Regions from separate parts of the Mus musculus genome. Here all the other regions are linked to region 3. The links are chromatin contacts, called in public HiChIP or PLAC-seq and promoter capture Hi-C maps. All regions are on one chromosome and are shown on one strand. The core of a region is the stretch at or near the end of the contact, and the rest is flanking DNA. Distances in the headings are between cores, read along the strand shown. Region 1 has its middle 18 kb from the start of Gm45924. Region 2 overlaps Atp6v1c1 (ATPase, H+ transporting, lysosomal V1 subunit C1). Region 3 holds the start of Dpys (dihydropyrimidinase). Region 4 overlaps Zfpm2 (zinc finger protein, multitype 2).

Region 1 (3,266 bases), core at 199-2,698, 1.1 Mb before region 3:
CAATTCTCTGAGCCTCACAGACCCTTCTAGAAGGGGCTCAAGAGTTTGCAAATTGAATGAATCAAGCGCAAACTCCACAACAACAAACTAAAAATCAAAACCCAGACAGGTCAGACTATCCAAACAGTAGGGGGCTCTATTCACTCATACGATAAAAGAAAAAAAATTTTTTTTTTCCAGTAAAGATTTGCTATGCCAACATGATTCTAAAAACTGCTCAAAAATAGAATACCATATTTTAAATTTAACATATATTTAAATAATTATTAAAACTTAAATAATTTATTTTTGGAGGGGAAAAAAAAAAAAACCTGCCTAGGCCTGAGAGTGTAACTCAGTGGCTTCAGACCCAGGACTCTCCTGCACAAAAGCCATTACAGAAAAGTCTTCAAAAGTGAGACCAGACCCAGCATTCACAGTATCTGACCAGGGTCAGCCACTGCCAGGCACGAGACTGGGGGGTAATTATCCTAAATTCACAGTAGCAGCTGTGACCTTTGCAGAGGGTTTGGTAAATGTCACCCTACACTGAGTGCTTTGGTCATCATCTCATTTAATCCTCAGAACAGCCCCGTGGTGATAATGGTGGCTGGAAACTGAGAACCTAGTCAGCTCTTCCCCATGCCCTATCTCCCCCCACGCCCAATGGCGCGCCTATCAGTCTTCCTCCAGTCTGTCTGGCTCCAAAGTTGAGACCTTAACCACCCGTCCCTACCACCTCACCATGTGGCAAATTACTTTTCCTTCTGGACTCTCAGTGGTGGTCTGGAAAGCAGCCAAGCGTTTGTAGGAAAGCTCTCGGTCTGAACTTGGAGGAGCTGGGAGTGATTATTACTCGTGATCTGAAAACAAGAAAAAAGGTCTGGGGGCGGGGCACTCTAGTTTGTTCTGAAGTCTGCGGTTGAGTGAAGGCAACCCAGTCATTTCAGCAGAGTGCTATGTTACCACTGATGGGATTTCGGGGAGAGATCCTTATTTCAGACTCCAGGTCTTTACCCCTCTGTTATAGTTCAGAGCAAGGCTGAGAGGGAGGGAACTTAGATTCTACGCCTGGCTTCTTTTCTTAGATGAATGAGGTCTTCTTCAGCCTCCTCGAATCTTCGTGCAAAGTTCAGGTTATTTGCTTGGCCTCCGTCAGAACTCATATAGGACAGGTCTGGTGTTGCACTGGTGGGCAGGGCAGCACCGTATGGGCGTGGCAGTGCAGACGCAGGGCTTTCTGTGGAGACCAGCATTTTCCTCAGAGCGGAGCAGCAGGCAGGCCCCGCAGAGAGGAAAGCTCTGCAGAGGGATATTTTTGAGACTGATGCAGAATCCTAAGTAGTGACGTCCCAGTGACTCAGCTGGTGGGTGGAAGTGATTTTCAATAATGACAGTATCACCATGTCCCTCCTCCCACAGTGTCTCACATCACCAAAGACGTGCGCAATAGCCCTGACCCCACTGACTCAGCTACTGAGCACCGCAGGAAGAGAATAAAGGGAACAGGGGCGGGCGGGCGCCTCACAGGCTGTCCCTCTGAACCGTGCAAACCATTTTGCATGTGGAGAGTAATGCCTTCCTCTTCCTCAGAAGCAAGCACAGAAAAACAAGGGTGGAAAAGGTCACCTTGTCCGTCTGTCCTCCAATTGTAAAACAGTCCTCCAGGAGTTAAGTGCTGCATAATTATAGCCACCATTATCAGGAAGAGGCCACTTGAGTTAATTAGAAAGGGAAGCCACCCAATTGCAGTTAAAAACATGTGGAGCTTGGTAGCATTTTTGAGAGAAAGAAACTGCAATGCTTAAATAGAGCCATTTACAGATGTCTTTTCAGACAGAACAACAGGAAAATCAGCTTAGCTAAGAAGTGTGGGTCATGGCCGATGTTTGGAGCTAATGAGTGACTGAAACAGTGCCTGTCACCAAGGCAGTCTTGTGTCCTTCCTGACCTCGGGTGCCTTCAGAGGTAAGGGGTCAATTAAGGACTTCTCTGGGGCTTGTGAAGGATTGTAGTGACCTTAGCAACAGTTAGCAGTGGGAGGAAGGGAAGGGTAGCTTCCTAGGAGCCGCCTTCTCATGAATAAACATGAGTTTGTCTTAGGGCTGTGTTGGAATAGAGATGCCAAGTGTGGCCAGAGTGCACCGCAGGAGCCAATGGCTGCAATGGTTGGAGGCTTCCGCTTCACCCCTCATCTATGCCGAAGTCTGGGGCTCCTACTGGAGAGCTGGAACCTGGAGGTTTTCTTTAATGGGCACTGTATTGAGAAGCATTTGGAGTGGGCTGGGGCAAGGCTCATTGTGCTTGATGCTCTGGATTCTAGCCCCACGGCCGCCACCCAACAAACCATTGAAGTCTGGAATTAAAAATAAGGTTCGGATCTTGCTGAAAACAAGAGTTGTGTGTGGTGGTGAATATCTACAGCAGCAACACACACAGGCGCCTCAAGTTCCACACCAGGAAGAAAAACGCCCTCTCTCCCTTCTCCTTTTCTTTCTGTTTCTTTGAACATTTATGTTAGAAAACTCAAAACTGTAAATTTTTCCTTCTTAGAAATGTACATAAATCCTTGGAGACCCTATTACCATTTTGTCAGCTCTTGGAAATGTCTCTTAAACTGGCAGAGGCCTGAAAAAAGTGTGGGACCCTCAGAGCTGCAGTTATAGACAATTATGAGTGGCCTGATATGGGTACTGGGAATCAAACCCTACAAGAGCAGCCTATGCTCTTAACTGCTGAGCCATCTATCCTGGCCTACATTCTTTTAGTTAATATGAAAAAAATCTGTCTGTCTGTCTGTCTGTCTGTCTGTCTGTCTGTCTGCCTGCCTGCCTGTCTTTCAGGATGGTCTTAAGCTCAATCAGCAGCCCAGGTTGGTCTTGCTCTCCAGTTCTTCCCACCTCCTCTTCTGTTTTATAGCTATGTGCCATCATGCCTACCTTCTTTTTTTTTTTTTTTCTTTCTCTAGACCATGTCACTGGCCAGGACTCCTAGGTAGAACAGGCCGGCCTAAAACTTAGAGCAATTCTCCTTCCTGCCTCTGCCTTGTGAGTACTGGAACTAAAGGCATGCACCACAGTGCTTCACATTTGATATATTATTAAAATTTTGATCTGCTCCACTCCTGAGTATATAAGCCAGGAGATTGTGTATATGCGCCCACAGAAAGACTTTCATATCATGTTTACAACAGTCTGTTCTTGGTAGCAGAACTGGAAACAACCCAAGCAACTTACCAAGAGGAGAAAGGATAAATGAAATGTACATCTATATGACAGAATGCTATT
Region 2 (3,254 bases), core at 19-2,518, 1.2 Mb before region 3:
ACTGTGCTTACTAACACAAATGCACATAGTTTGCTCACCTTTGGATCTAATAACCCTTTGAGGTCTCCCTTTGACTTCTGTATGAATGTTTGCTCAATGTGTAGTTTTGGAGAATCTAAAGAGTAGAAAGTAAAGAGTAGAACTGAGTGGGTGGCTTGCACAGTGTGGCATACACCTTTAATCCCAGCAGTGGGCAGGCTGAGGCAGACAGATCTCTGTGAGCTGAGGCTAGCCTAGGCTGCACAAGAGATTCCAGGCCAGCCAGATACATGGTAAGGCCCTGTTTCAAAAGAAGGGCGTAAAAGCCTGTGTTGGAGAGACACGTTCAGTGGCCTCAGGTCCTGCACTGCTGACATCTCTGGGGATTCTAAGCTGAGACAGGCTGCATTGTTTTTTTAGAATATCACTGCATGAAGCCTACCTTCTTTGTTCTGTATTTTATCTGGTTAGGGAATTGGGAATAAAAGAGAAACACTGGCTCCTGGAGGAGGATGGAGAGGAATAGTAAGGGAATCAGTTTCCCTAATGGTACCTGACTGGAGCATTTCTCCTCAGAGTGTAGGCTTTTGGATTTTTCTGGTTTTTTTTTTCTTTAGGGCTGTCCTTGAACTGGCACTATGGTCTGACTGGCTTGGGGCTTGCCCTGCTCCTGCCTTCACTTCCCAAGTACTGGAGTCACAGGCACACATACATCACTGTGCCCAGGGTGCAAAGCTTTGCTCCATGCTTTTCTTGCACAGTTGTTCCCAGAACATTGGAACATGATATTTATTTTAAAATCCTATTTATATTTGCCCATATTTTTCTTACTTGGCTTTATTTTAAAATTGTGTTGAGAAAATTTCAGCTTTTTGTACCATAAGATGTAAACAAGAGCCCCTGTAGATCACTTTACATAGTCAGCTACCTGTGTCTACCAACCTTTACTGTAAATCACACATACTTATCTCTCCACACCCCCAAAGCCAGTGGCCTTTCCAGAAAGCTGTTGCACAGTGTTCTGAGGCAGTCTCCTTTATTGTTACTGTGTCCTCGCTACTTCCTGAGGTACGCCCTGCTTTCTGTAAAATAGGGTTTTAGTTAGCCTTTTGTAATGGCCACCAAATGGTAGTAATTTCCCATGGCCTCTTCTGTTTTTTTAAATGAGGTATAAATTAATGTTTTCCAGCCATGCAGTTTAAAAATAATGTAGAATCTGTACTGTGCTTTGCCACGTTAACAAGCCAAGCTGTGCCTCTGTCGCAACAGTCCCTGGCTGTGCGGGAGGCAGTCCAGACTTCTTGCTTCATTCCGTGTTTGTGAGGCGCCCTCAGTAGGAGACTGATGTTTTGCTACACATATGATGTGCTTTATTGGAGCCACATTTCCCATGTGTCCCATGTTTTCTCTTCCTGGACATGGCAGAAATGGGACTTGTCTGTCCTTCCTGATGTTTACTGTGTCCTTTCTGCAGGCTGAACCACAATGACTGGATTAAGCAGTATGAAACGCTCGCAGAAATGGTAGTACCAAGGTCAAGCAAGTAAGTAGCCATCTTGCAACAGTGCTTTGTTTCCTACAAGTCTTCCAACAGCTTGTGGGATTAGGAAATCTCTTTGTGGTCTGTGTTTCCTTTGCAGTAAATCTGTAATTTTAGAGCCCTTGTTTTTACTTCATAAATTGTCAACTCTAGTTATCACCATTTCATATCTAGAAGGGAGTGGCATACCTGGCTTGACCCCTCATTTTCATAGATGGAGGTGTGAGGACTATAAGGTGAGGCCAGAGCCACACTTACCGGGAAGATGATGCCAGGGCCAGAGCCAGGGCCAGGGCCAGGGCCAGCCATGGGTTTAAGGAGCTTGGCCAGGGCCAGCTATGGGGCTTCTGCTACATCTTGTTGCCTCCTTGAAGCTTCCATCCGCTGTTGCTGTGTCTCCTCTAGGAACTAAGTCTTCATTTACCTAGCAAAGGAGTCATATCAGGTAGCTCCTGGAATGTGTGAACCTTCAAATTTTGTTTGAGTAGATGATGGGGCCAGATCTGTATAGTCTTTAAAAAGCCACAGAATGCTTGCCTTTTTAGTAAGCATTTTGAGTTATGAGTTTAATGTGCATTGTCTATTTATTAGTTACAGCAGTGCTGTGAGGCACTTTAGCCAGCTAATTTCTACATAGGATAGGAGGCTGTGTTTAGGTGGTCTAAAGCATATGGTTTCCAAGTGCCCAATGGCAAGGCAAGGCAGGGTTGACAATGGTTTTGTAGCTTGTGACCTATATCACCAGTCTGTGGCCAGTTATTGCTGCATGACATGCCTTGTTAAAGAGAAGGTATCAAAGACAGTGAGAAAGTGAACTTCGTAAGCTCAGGCCAGAAGTACTTTCTTTTCCAGCTCATTGTGCCATACAGGAGTTAGTTTGGTATAATGGAAAATCATGGACCCTATTGATGGTTCTTCTTCTAGCTTGCCTGGGTATGTCTTTGAACTTTTGGGTCCCACTGTCTTTTCTCAAATGTCAAAGAAGTTAGGAAGTTAGTTTAAGACGTGATAGAGTATATAAAACATAAGGTATCGTTGACATTTGACAAGTATTGAGAAATAAGTCACAAATCTGAGCTCATTGTGATTTTCCCCCTGTATTTGGAGTAATACCCTTTATTAAAGCCAACTCTTCACATGGCAAACTGAAGACAGTGGTTGTATCTTAACATGCAGTCTCATTTGGGCCGTCGATCCTGACCAGTAGTAACTTCTCTACATCATTTGAGCTCAGAGGTCAACACAGTATTCTGGAAGCAGGTATCCAGGAGGAGGGTGAGGCTCAGTGCACAGTGTCCTCTAGTGGTAGACATGTAGAAGTCAGGCTTCGGGGTTGGGTGGGGGACTGCATAAGTTAGTGAATAAGCTCTGATTTTGAAAGGACTTTATACCATTTCAGAGAGTTAGGTTGTTTGCTAATCACTTTAATAATTTAAAGGAAGGATAGTAAAATCCAGGCAGTACTTGTCCTAATGGCCTTTTGGATCCCCAGCCCCACCTCACAGTGTAAAGTGCATTTGGCATCAATGTCCATGGAGAACATAGAGCTAGCCAAGTAGCAATGGGCAGAGCATATAGTTCACACAAGCCAGCTAGGCCTTCAGGGCCCTGCTCTGGCACCCACTATTCAGGAAGGAACTCTGGCTTGATAAAGATTTTTGTTTGCCTTGTAGCTAACATTTTTCATTTTGGGTGTGTGGTGTTGGGGGTTAAACCCAGAACTTGGCACATAGTA
Region 3 (3,027 bases), core at 263-2,762:
TAGGAAGAAGCATTCCAAATGTTGCACTAGGCAGCGTGTCCTGGACCCTTCTCTCTGGGTCAAAACTGCCTGCCTTTCTCCTTTCTGTTAACTGTTCTGTGTGGTCGTGGAGGACGGGGGCAGTTGGCAGGGCGGGTGTGAGGAGGGTGGAGGGTTTGAAGCCAGGTAAGTACGTGAAATAAACAACGTGTGGACTGCTCTGAGAGCCCGTTGGTCTTTACCAGGCCTCTGCGGCTGGATGCGTTTAGACACAGTCCTGAGAGGAATCCCCTGAACAACCTTGGCCTTGAAATCAGTGTATCTCCTCCCCTTTGCAAGAAGCCTCTTCTCTCAAAGCGGCTTTGAGGCAAGACTTAAAAATGTTGTGGATTTGACATCTTCAGCCTAGGCTTGGGGGATACGTTTTCAGTTTCCTATAAAGCTGCCTTGACAATCCCATGGTGGGTTCAGACGCTCCAAGGAAACCTTGGCCAAAACTTTCATTGGTCTTCGCTTAGACAAAGACCAGGACATCGTCTTCTGCAGTCTAGATCTGGCTGCTTACATCACTAAAAGCGGGCAGGTACTGTTGCCTGGAGCAAGCAGGTAGCAAAAGGGCTTGGAGAGGTCACCTTGGTGTGAGTGAAGGCTGGAGGGAACTCCTGGACAGGCTATCTTACTTCTACAGGGCTGGGCTCCGTCCAGTGTGGACTATCTCTGTGTGGCTTCCACTCACCCAGGCCTCACTAGTCACAGCAGTATCCTCTAGGTAAATGGAGTTTTCGCTTGTTGGCTGGAGAACTGGGAGAAAAGGCCGCAAAGGTCAATTTTGAAAAACAAACAAGCCAATTGTATAGACAGTATAGCGGCTTTGCAACCCCCCACGGATTATCATGACAAAAGAGAATTACAGACACCAGGAGGTGGTGCCTAGAGAAAAGAAGGCAAAGGGAAGAGATGGCCTCCAGAGTGCCAAACAACCCAAAAGGAAGAGCAGAGGGGCCACAGAGCACGGCATACAGTATCTTCACCCGAGATGGGCGTCCTTTTGTGCCCACAGCTAGCTCAAGTGTCTCACTCCACCTCAGTCCCTACTACTGCGCAGGAGCGGACGAGGTGGAGCCGCTAGAGACCCCAGATTATAGGTCTGTGGTTTGGGTACCTTGGTGCCCTGGTAGAAGTCGTCCACTGACTGCGAGCCCATGAACGGGAATTGCATGTGCGTGTGCGTGTCGATGCCCCCGGGCAGGACGAGCTTGCCCGCTGCATCTAGGATTCGCAGCCCCCGAGATGCGTCCTCAGGAGGCAGCAGGTCCCGTCCCAGCGCCCGCACCACGCCGTCCTCCACTAGCACATCGGCCACCTGTGAGAAGTCGTCATTGACAATGCGACCCCCGCGGATGAGAAGTCGTCCCTGTGGTGCCATGGTCCAGGGCGCTGGGGACTGCGAACAAAGTTGGCTTTCCTTTAAGCTCTCCACGAACTGTGCCAGAACTCCCTCTCCCGCTGGGCTGAAGGCGGGCAGATCTCTGGTGGCAGGTGAGGTACAAGGGTTTATTTAAATGCAGGACAGAGATGTAGCTCCACCTCAGGGCAGGGCTGCCCTGCCGCAGACCTGGACAAACCCTTAAGCACAACCCCTAGCATCCAGTTACAATAAGTCGGGGTGTCCACTGAGTTTATGAGTCCACAGAGGGGAGGGGTCTTGGAATTTGAAAGCTGCAGTCAGGGGCTTGCCTCCCTAGAGGCAAAGATACTTTAGTGAAAGAAAGAAATTCACTTGGTTCCTTGGTGAACAATGTCTACACCAAAAGACAGAAGGAACCTGCACAGCACCAGCAACAATAACACCTCAAAACAAACACACTTGACTCAAAATCAAGAGCAAACCACTGCAGTCTCTGTGATTGGCAGGTTGTGCTGGCATGTGTGGGATTCTGGTCTCCAGATGGATAAGCAGAGAAGATGTGCTGAGCAGGGAGACAGGCTCTTACAAGGGAAGCTGGCAGACAAGGAGCTGCCTGAGAGAAGGCTTGAGGGGTAATCAAGGGCGGCATGATGGCTAATCTTCATTCTCAATTTGATGTGATCTAGCGTCACTTGAGAGATGCTTGTGTCGAATTTCCTGATGCATCAGACTATCCACACCTCAAAACGATTAAAAATTAGAACGCACCGATAATCTAAAGACCCATGGATTTGGCTGTCAGGCCAGGAAGAAAAACACCAAAACCTCAGGAAGGTTATATAATTATTGTCAAGGGACCTTTGTGCAACTGTGAAAGGGGTAATTATATACACAATGAAACTCCTACAGGCTTGCAAGTCAACACCACCAGGAGCATGAGATTGGATGTCCCTGCTGCCACTGGGGCTCTCTCTGAAACTGCCCGGATGAGCGACTGCAAAGGTTTCTTTATCTTGGACACTTTATATCATGACACAACACAGAACAAACTTCCCACATTTAATTAACTCAAAGTTCTAGCAGAAGAGGGGCTTGCCAGGTATCTGCGAAGGGGAAGGAAATGGCTCACTGAGATTCGCAGGCAGAAATAGAGCAGAAAAGAGAGTAAGCTTTAAGAAAAATGCAGGCTACCAGACTAGGAAGACTGTCCCCTGGTGGAGTCACTGTCCCTACTCAACACCTTCGGGTCAGAAGCCTGGACAAGCATGCTCACTGGGGAGCTTGGCCTCCAAACGCCATTGTTTCTGCAGACACTCTAGGTCCCCGGGGGACCCTGTGGTGGGAAAGAACACTCCAGCCTGCTAATGAGCTTCTGCCTGGATGGGTGATGGGTGTGGAGTTTGGGGGAACAGGCAGACTGAGGGGTGGAAGGAAAACAGATGCGGACTTGGGATTGGAAGTCAAACTCTGGCTTTGGCATGAACTCTATGAAGCTTGGGCAGGACACTTCAGGGCCCCGTCCTCCCCGTCCTCCCCGTCCTCCCTGTCCTCCTCGTCCTCCCCGTCCTCCCTGTCCTCCTCGTCCTCCCCGTCCTCCCTGTCCTCCTCGTCCTCCCCATCCTCCTCGTCCTCCCCATGTG
Region 4 (3,296 bases), core at 768-3,267, 1.2 Mb after region 3:
GTGGCTCACAACCATCTGAAATAGGGTCTGATGCCCTCTTCTGGTGTCTGAAGAGAACAATGGTGAATACATAAAATAAATAAACCTTTTAAATAAAAAAAGAAAGAAAGAAAAGAAAAGAAAAAGAGACACCAGATTTTAATCTTATGTATTAGATTATATAATCTTAAATAACATATAATTACTAAAACTATACTAGTTATGAGCTTCCTTAAACATAATAAAAGACACACTAAGTCACAGCGCACCGAAGCACAACCACGACCCACAGCTGCTACTCATCTTTTAAAAAAAAATTTTAAAGCTCCACAATTTAAAGAATTTTCAATTCTGGAAAAGTGGATAAAAAGAAAAGATGTTTTGGTAGAAATTGTACATCGCACTATTAGCATCATGGATGATTTTTGTGTTACTTGAAATTGATAACAAGGCTTTGTTCAAATATTTCATGTTTCCAATGCTAAAGCAACAGAATCTCACGCAGTTCTGCCTACACTTCCGGTCCTCCCCAGCCCGGGAAGAAAGTTAGAATCCCTGTTTCCCATTAACTTTGTTTGCCAAACCAGATAGAGTAAAAAACAGGTGCATGCACGCCATTGTCATTTTTCCACAGCGGGAAATTATTAGTTCCGTTATATTTAACAGTTGATTGTAAAGAAAAATAATTACTCAAAGGAAAGCTCATATAAAGTGAAATAAAAGCATAAACATTAATTTAAAATTATATGTTGCAATAAGAAAACCCAACACACATTGTCATCTTTAGAACTTGAACCCTAATTACAAATGATAGCCATTGTTTACTGTAGGACACATTCGACCCATGATCTCCTTCAGAATTACTGAGCTTTTATGGACAGATAAAATGCTCCCTGAGAAGAGAGAAACACTGAAACAGGAAACATGCTCTGGGCAACAAAAGAGCATGAAAATAATGCATAGTACTTATAATTTTTAATTTTCCAAGCATCACAGATTGCTTAATACTGTATGGTTGTTGGGATTTTTTTTTTTTTGATAAGTATCATGTTTTGTTAGGAGAACATTTGGGTAAATATATTTAAAAGCTAATAAACTTTACCAAGGTATGGAATATGTTGACTAAAGATGGCTTGCAGAAAGATGCAATCCCCTCTCCTGGCTGCTTTTGCCCACAGATCTCTTAAGATCATCACTTAGGGGAGTTCTGAGTGCTTCATGTGGCTGATGCTGAAGCCCATCTCTCAGAGGTGACGTGTACAGGACATCTCCTAGCACACAGGACACAGGACACAACGAGAGCTGTAACTGGGCAGTATCTCTGAGTGATTGCAAATCAAGGCTGAAAACTCAGGTTCCTGCCAAATGCTGGCATTTCTGTTCCAGGGATCTGACCAGTTGCTGCAGGGGATGCCAGTCTTTCACCTCATCCACTGGTGTCACACTTTTGATCTAGCTCCCTAGAGAAAAATCGATTACTTTCTGGGAATTAAAAAAATAAATAAATAGAAAGGCAAAACAAAGAAGTCTAATAGAAATGGACAAGTTGACAGAGGCACTGAGAGGCTCATTTCTAGCCTGGTGCTTAAGGGAGCTTCATTGTGATCCTGCAATGCATATTACACAGAGAAATGGAAAGAGGGAAAAAGAAATTAAAAACAGCCTCCTATGATGAACTTGTATAATTTATGCCTCTGCAGAGCAGCAGGCACAGTGTGTCAGTTCCCCCTCCCCTCCTCTTTTCCCCTCCACCTGATTTCTGAGCCTCCCAGGCTGGGCAAGAATTTAAATTAAGAACACCCAACACACAAGTCAGAAATGAAAGTGCAGAATGCACTCCGATTATTCATAAGCTTGCAAGTTGTGTATTTTGGTGGAGATTTCCTCCCTTCTGCTCCTGATTGCTGATGAAGAATGGTATTTTAATAGGCAGATGGTAAAGACAATTACAGTTAGGGGCTCAGCTGGGAGTTGCATGAGTTTATTGCAAATTATTAGTTGATAAATGCTTTTGTTTACAAGCAGAGTCTTAAGCAGCTCTATAATCAGTTTATCAGCAGCGGGTAAAATTCTTGACAGCTTGCTCTTTCAGTGCAATGTCACCCCTTGACTGGTCCTTTGAAATCTGGATGGCCAGGACTATTTAGTCTGATGGCTGACATCATGTGCTGGTGTAAGTTGCTGCAGAGTCCAACCATAGCAGACCTTAGGAAACACAGTCCACACCCCAGGAATGCTAAAGACTATAAGAATCCTTTTGCTCCGCCTTTGGGCCCCCTTACCCTAGCTAGGCTGCCTTGACTGGCCTCGATGGGAGTGAGTGCATTTAGTCCTGGTGCAACATGATGTGCCAGGACAGGTTAGTACTCACGGTGGACTTCTCCTTCTCTGAGGAGAAGGGGAGGGGGTAATGAAGGGATGGGTTTGTGAGGGTGGGACTGATGGGGGACTGCAATCTGGATGTAAAGTGAATAAATAAATTAATAATAAATAAATGAAAAAAATTCATACAAATGTCTTTGCTTCATTGCTGAGTCTTATATCTTCTAAACCCTTAGTTCACAATGTTTTCAGAAAATTCTGAATCCATTTTTGTTTACAGGGCAAAACTTTCTGCCCGTACACTTCAACAGGAATCAGAATCTGAGCTTAATTACTCAGTTCAATTTTCTGAAAGGGGCTCTACATACTTCCTAGAAGAAGAAAAAGGAAATCTCCATAAGAAACACTTTCTTAAAGGAAAGAATAGATAGATAGAGAGGGAGGGAGAGAGGGAGAGAGGGGAGAGGGGAGAGGAGAGAGAGAGAGGGAGAGGGAGAGAGAGAGAGAGAGAGAGAGAGAGAGAGAGAGAGAGAGAGAGAGAGAGAGAGAAGAGCGAGCAAACAAGTAGAGTGAATTCCATTCCAGAGTGAAAAGATCTAGTGAGAATCCTTTACAAGAGGAAGCCAAGGAAAGCCTTCGGGGAGAACACGAGTTAGCAAGCACGGAGCGGAGCGTTACGTAGCCTCCTGTCACAGAAACTACCTAAGGCGGCAGTGCTTCTGATTTCTTACAGCTAATTCCTTTGAAATAAGAAAAATGACCACATTTCTTTGTTTCTGAACTCCATTCGGACCAGTATTTCCTGATGAGTTTATGCTAAGTGATAAAAACCTCTGATATTTAGAATGACAAGTCCTGTGATCTGAGAAGTTGGTTTACTGTGCAAAAAAAAAAAAAAAAAGTGTTTCTTGAAGATGCTACAGTTTAGCGTGCTTATGAAAGAGTCTCACTAGCATTTTACAAGGGGTCTGTGTGGTGCATATGGCCATAGTAAT

What was found. Promoter capture Hi-C pulls out the DNA fragments that hold promoters and counts their contacts. HiChIP or PLAC-seq counts read pairs in DNA pulled down with a chosen protein or histone mark.
Region 1: a contact with region 3 is called in an H3K27ac HiChIP or PLAC-seq map of embryonic stem cells, with 7 times the contacts expected there. The contact joins the enhancer-like site here to the promoter of Dpys in region 3. A contact is called at or near these places in 6 of 39 promoter capture datasets (the C10 cell line, embryonic stem cells, hippocampal neurons and 2 more), 5 of 484 Hi-C or Micro-C datasets (the AtT-20 cell line, the N1E-115 cell line, cerebral cortex and 1 more), 2 of 115 datasets of contacts at active chromatin or transcription factors (astrocytes and embryonic stem cells) and 1 of 9 other capture datasets (embryonic stem cells).
Region 2: a contact with region 3 is called in a promoter capture Hi-C map of hippocampal neurons, with 3 times the contacts expected there. The contact joins the enhancer-like site here to the promoter of Dpys in region 3. A contact is called at or near these places in 2 of 39 promoter capture datasets (hippocampal neurons and liver), 1 of 15 datasets of contacts at CTCF or cohesin (stem cell-derived epiblast-like cells) and 4 of 484 Hi-C or Micro-C datasets (cerebellum, cortical neurons and embryonic stem cells).
Region 4: a promoter capture Hi-C map of hippocampal neurons shows a contact between it and region 3, with 10 times the contacts expected there. The contact joins the enhancer-like site here to the promoter of Dpys in region 3. A contact is called at or near these places in 14 of 39 promoter capture datasets (the 3T3-L1 cell line, 3T3-L1-derived adipocytes, the C10 cell line and 8 more), 2 of 15 datasets of contacts at CTCF or cohesin (large pre-B cells and pro-B cells), 33 of 484 Hi-C or Micro-C datasets (B cells, the C2C12 cell line, the F1.1 cell line and 22 more), 2 of 115 datasets of contacts at active chromatin or transcription factors (astrocytes and embryonic forebrain) and 2 of 9 other capture datasets (embryonic stem cells and liver).

What each region holds. Positions count from the first base shown.
Region 1 is chr15:38,708,968-38,712,233 of GRCm38.p6, forward strand. No RefSeq gene overlaps it. Among named protein-coding and RNA genes, the nearest start is that of Gm45924, 18 kb to the right of the region's middle. Within about 2 kb of position 1,449, at least 264 of the 459 cell types and tissues checked have an H3K27ac peak or open chromatin away from gene starts, as enhancers often do. A contact at or near this core is called in the N1E-115 cell line, astrocytes, cerebral cortex and 2 more, where this site is marked.
Region 2 is chr15:38,681,488-38,684,741 of GRCm38.p6, forward strand. Atp6v1c1 (ATPase, H+ transporting, lysosomal V1 subunit C1) reads left to right here. Exons shown (of 13, transcript NM_025494.3): 8 at 1,454-1,522. Among named protein-coding and RNA genes, the nearest start is that of Atp6v1c1, 21 kb to the left of the region's middle. Within about 2 kb of position 1,269, at least 21 of the 459 cell types and tissues checked have an H3K27ac peak or open chromatin away from gene starts, as enhancers often do. A contact at or near this core is called in hippocampal neurons and liver, where this site is marked.
Region 3 is chr15:39,855,958-39,858,984 of GRCm38.p6, forward strand. It overlaps Dpys (dihydropyrimidinase), which reads right to left and starts at 1,513. Exons shown (of 10, transcript NM_001164466.1): 1 at 1,142-1,513. The coding sequence starts at 1,405.
Region 4 is chr15:41,080,649-41,083,944 of GRCm38.p6, forward strand. All of the region lies in intron 5 of Zfpm2 (zinc finger protein, multitype 2), which reads left to right. Among named protein-coding and RNA genes, the nearest start is that of Gm46502, 92 kb to the right of the region's middle. Within about 2 kb of position 2,018, at least 7 of the 459 cell types and tissues checked have an H3K27ac peak or open chromatin away from gene starts, as enhancers often do. A contact at or near this core is called in cerebellum, embryonic forebrain and hippocampal neurons, where this site is marked.